Regions from separate parts of the Gossypium arboreum genome. Here region 1 is linked to region 2. Evidence: chromatin contacts called from public Hi-C data. All regions are on one chromosome and are shown on one strand. The core of a region is the stretch at or near the end of the contact, and the rest is flanking DNA. Distances in the headings are between cores, read along the strand shown.

Region 1 (2,700 bases), core at 181-2,680, 530 kb after region 2:
AGCAGCCTCGTCCACTCCACACAAACATGGGCGCTTAGATATACCCAAATATCCCAAAACATCAAACATGGCTTGTATTAAAGTCAAATTTGGATTTAGTAACAGACTTTGCGACCCAACACGACTTTTGTAAGCCCAAAGAAAAGTGCTCGTTAGTGGACTGGCCATAGAATTGTTTGGTTTTTGCCCCATCACAACAAACCCGACAGTCCCCTCGTTTTCCTTTTTAACTTTTGAAATTTGAACACTGCCAGAATCTTGGCATTCTGTTCCATCAATGTCACGAGTCTCATAATTCATAGCCACTTTCTTAGTTGTCGTCACTAAGGTTTCATGTTTTCTAATTGCTGAAGTTAGTGGCAGCACAAAATACGACGCCTTGCACTTCAGTTCAATGAGAACAAGACATGCATATATTGTTGAATGGAAGAGCTTATTATTGATGTGCATAAATTGTCACTATTTCTGTTTCCTCTTGATTTCTTCTGATTCCCGATGACCCATTTCTGTAAGGCACCTGTAGTATAGAGTTGGATCCATGGCCTTCACATTTTGTGTTAACTGTTGGAACACCTTGTTATTTGGGTGCAGAGGGGCCTGATCTGGATCCATATTCTCCACCACCTCATCCTGTTCTCCTATAACTATAATTTCTTTTTGACAATTAGTAACTGGCCAATATCTTAGAATCTCCCTAACCACCACTTCCCCAAGTACAAACTGAGAAATGCAATAAGCCAGCTGCTTATGCTGAACTTGCAAACTTGCAAGCTACTGGTGTTGTACTGTGGGAGAAGCACTCTCGTCAACAACAGCTTGTGGTTCTCTTTTAATGGAACTACAAAGCCATTGATGATGCTTCCCTCGCCGACACCGCAATGCTTGTCAGTGTAAAAACACATCGTTTATTGCTTTTCTCATGAATGATGTATAGAAGGTCTTCACTCCTTGGATTTATTGCAAATGCAGATTGGTGTTGACGACTATATATTAATTAATTTGATAGAAAATCAGTCCTTACAGGCTTAGCTAAAAAGGAGAGTAAGCAACAAAAAACACGAGATGTTTTATAGAGGAGAGATGTTGTAATATCAGATAGCAACACAGTAATGAGTATTTCTGGACTCAACAATGAGAGGTTAATTATAAATGATATCATAATTAATAGATTGGAAGCATTAGCAGCTACCTTGTTCTAAACTAAGGACTCATCAAGCGGACTTTGAGAAGATCCACCACCAGACGGAGGAGATACTTTTACTAGGAATTACCCAAAGTCGGTCCAATCTGAATTAATCCACGCTTTTTCTAAGTTTTCATTATCTTGATTATTAAGGTTAATTCGGATTCCGGTTGTCAATAAACGAAATTAATATATTATATAATTTCAATTAATATAATATATAATATTCAGTTACAATATTTTAATACCAGAATGTGCATTTTTTAGCAATGCAGCAATGGAAAAGCTTCTGCTTCTGCTACTACAAGTGGTCACATAAACTTTACATTGCCTCTTTTGATGGACTGCTTTTGGAAAATATAAGTTGATGATGAGGAGTTTTATGTCATTTCAGTTACTTCTCATGTAAACAGAGATGCTAAATAAAAAATTTTAAAATTTTATATATTTTTGTTATCTCAAGTATTTTTTCAACTTGTTTTATTTACATTAACTCGCGGCTCCCTCTTTCGCTCGCTCGCTTCCCATTTCTGAATTTCTCAATCACTTTCAGGTAGTTGTTTCTTTTCTTTCTCTGTTTGATTACCGAGAAATTACTTCTTTTTCCTCTCTGTAAACAAACGGGATTTTTTATTTAAGATTTGTTTTTCTTCTTTTTTATGTGGAGTCTGTACTCTATTAGATCTGTATTTAATTATTAAATTCTGTTTTCCCCTTTTTTTCCCCTGATTCTATCACATGATTCCGTTTCTTATTTGTTTTGCTTTTTGAAAGTAACAGGTATCTGAAGAATCAGCAAAATGGTTTCCTTTGAAATGAATGATCGAAAAAGTGAGCTTTTATCTTCCATTTTCTGTGCTTTCTGTGCTTCTTTTCATTCAATTAACGCATCTATGAATCTGTGATTTTGTGAAACTTCTGTTCGGTGTGATACTTTTTTTTTTCCGATGGAGGTTTGATGCTTGAAATATGCATTGTGCAATCCCTAGAAATTTTTGTGAAATTCAGATCTCTGGACTTGGTTCATCGTTTATCTTGGGATTTTTATTTATTATTATGCATGTTGGTAAAATTTTGTAACTGCTGTTAAGTTAGGAAAGTCTTTGAAGTGTCCATGTTATTTTACGTTGAGGCAATCTGGGAATGATTTGATGTGCTAATTTATATTAGACGTTAAATTAGTATGGCAAAGTCAGTCGAATATATTTCCTTAGAAAGAATATTTTTTATTATTTATTATCCGAACAAATATTTTAGTAAGCTATTCGGAGTTGTTTGGTAAGTTATGCTGCTTTATTAAGAAACATATATTAACTGGTAATTCTAATAAATTGATGTTAGTCAAACTCCAAAATGATTTACTAGTGGAGCTCCGTTGATCACATTTGATGTGCGTAGATGGTGAAGGATTTCTAATTGATATGTACACCCCTTATTATTCAAAGTTCAAATATATAGGGTAGTTCAATAGGATGTAGTTCTCATTGTTAAATTTATTTATGCATGCATTTATGCTT
Region 2 (2,700 bases), core at 12-2,511:
GGCTCTAACCCCAACGACGCGAACGCCAACACTATGGAGTTTATCATTAGACCCAACGCACCCGCACGCACTCCCTCGTCGTACAATTTTTGTTGGCTTGCACTCCCCTTCACTTTCCCTCCGTATACTTCCGCCCCCATCCAGTCAGTGTCGTACAACAAGAATGGAAACCATGCCATCCAATTAAGGCATGTCACCAGAAGCAAGATCCACATTGGTTTTTTCAGGGTCTTGAATGCCATCACTAACTCCGCAAAGAAAGGCCGCCCCGATGACCTTCCTTCGTTGTCCTCTTCGTCTCCAGCTTCCTTTCTTGTTATTGGTGTCTCTTTCACGGTGGTAATGGCGGTTATTGTGATAGACAGGAGGAAAACAATGTCAATTATGAAACAAGTTTTGAGGTTTGCACAGTAAACATCACAGGCGGTTGTTTGTGTGAAGGGTAGGAGCTTGTGGAGATCTGAGAAGGAACCAGCTGCGTAACCTAAAACGTTGCCAACAGCCATGAAAAACGAGAACCACGCATTGGCGATCCTCATTCTTTTATGATCATTCGACGAAAGGTCAGCCAAGAAAGCGCGGCATGGACCTTGTAACATGTTGTTAGCCACATCGAGGATCCAAAAACCTGTAACGAAGATGGCAACGGCCCTAGGCTTTGTGGGATTTTGCAGTGAATCACCAGATCGGTGACCGATGTCTTTGGCGAAGCCAATCATGAAAACAGCGACGGCAACGAAACAAGCTCCAACAGCAATGAAGGGTCGGCGACGACCGATGCGAGAGGTACAACGGTCACTGCTGTAGCCTACAATGGGTTGAACGACGAGGCCGGAGATGGGACCACAAAGCCAAATGAAAGCAGCCCAGACGTGAGGAACACCAAGGGTTTGGACATAAGGGGTTAGAAGAGAAAGTTGCAGAGCCCATCCGAATTGGATCCCGGCGGCAATGGCTGAAATCACCACAATATTCCATAGCGGGATCGGGGTTACGGTTTGACCTGTCTCCATGGCGCTCTTATCATACAGATAAAAAAGAATGACAAGAAACTGATGATTGATGGAAAAGTGCAATCAGCATATATGGTGTATATATGTCTTGATGGTGTGAAGTGTGAGTGAATCATAAATAAGATGATATTTATATAGGGCACAAGAAATTATATATGGTTAAAAATAGTTAATAACTTTGAAAATAAATTTGAGTGTGTACAAGTATATACTATTTGTGGATTCAATATATGGATAAAGCTTGGTTGTAACGAATCCAAGTAAGTTGCCCAATTGATGGAATCTCATAATTACATCTTTCCTATTTTGGCTTTTTTTTTTTTTTTTTGCTTTGGGTGAATGGAACTTATTTAATTTTAAATTAAAGATTTGAGACTTGCGTCGAGGTTAAATGTTTATTCAATTATTATTATTATTATTATTATTATTATTATTATTATTATAACCTTCTATTTTGATTTTGGTAAGAAATTCAGAAGTAGATGGGAGGAATTAATAAAATAATTTTGAAGGTAAAATTTTCAAGTATTATATTTAATTTGTTTCTACCGCCAAAAAGCTAAATTCAATTGGTGTCATTTCCATTGAAATCGTATAAGAATTTTGTATTAGGATTAATATTATATTTGGATGAAGTATAGAAATGTTGATTAAATTATTATTCGTGTTGTATTTTTATTAAATTTTGGGATTAATTTTAAAATTGTATATATATTTTATTTAATATGTAATTATATATATAAGTTTTAATTTGGTGCAATTATACATATAAAACTTTAATTATAGTTTTAATATATATTTAAAACTTTAATTTTGATTTAATCATGCTAATTTAAAGAAATAAATACATTAAATTTTTTATATTGATAAATATAATTATTTATATATACAATATATAAACATAAAATGATGTTATATCAATAATTGTGTTACTAATTTACAAAAATTGGGTCAAATCAAAATTTCATGTGTAAAATTGCACAAATCAAAGTTCATATATGCAATTGCATATTAAACCATATTTCTTGTACATCTTTGGGATTTATCCCTTAAATTTTTATTTTTTTTATGTTAACATTAATCTATTCGGAATCAAAATTTTTGGAGCCATTTAAAATTTGATGAAAATGCTAACATGAGTTTATTTTATTGGTTTGATAACAAATTTAACCCTCTAATACTAACACATTCTATCAATTTGATTTCAAATTTAAATAATTTTAAGACAATATATATGCCACATGTCGGGAATAGGGGGCTTTTTTACGCAATTAATCCTAAAAGAATTATTTATGAAAATGGTCCAAGTAAAAAATTAATGTACGTAAATGACTTGTTCTCAAAAATGACCGACAATGCCTCCTGACTCACCGGCGGCACCGTCCCCTCATTATTAGCCAATCATCAGCTTCTTAAAAAAATATCTTTTTAGGTTCTGCCACTATGTCAGGCCGCACCATTATGTATTTTTTAGAATACTCGTTAAAAATACAAGTATTCACGATGGAGAAAAAAAAGGAAAAGAAATTTTAATGGGTGTCATCGATATGTCAGGTGACACCCATTAAAATATTTTAAAAAAATATTTTTTAGGTGTTGTCGCCGTGTCAAGCGGTACCGGTGATATTTTTTAAAAAAAAATTGTAGAAAAAGTAGTTCAAAGTTTTGGTCATTGTTTTAGAAGATT

The links. Hi-C and Micro-C count contacts between places; a contact is called where the count stands out from the background.
Region 1: a contact with region 2 is called in a Hi-C map of leaf, with 4 times the contacts expected there. The contact joins the promoter of LOC108467831 here to the promoter of LOC108461287 in region 2. A contact is called at or near these places in 2 of 5 Hi-C or Micro-C datasets (both in leaf).

Annotation. Positions count from the first base shown.
Region 1 is chr13:103,810,346-103,813,045 of ASM2569848v2, forward strand. It overlaps LOC108467831 (vesicle transport protein GOT1), which reads left to right and starts at 1,431. Exons shown (of 7, transcript XM_017768627.2): 1 at 1,431-1,736; 2 at 1,958-2,014. The coding sequence starts at 1,984.
Region 2 is chr13:103,280,924-103,283,623 of ASM2569848v2, forward strand. It overlaps LOC108461287 (sucrose transport protein SUC8-like), which reads right to left and starts at 1,262. Exons shown (of 4, transcript XM_017761085.2): 1 at 1-1,262. The coding sequence starts at 1,013.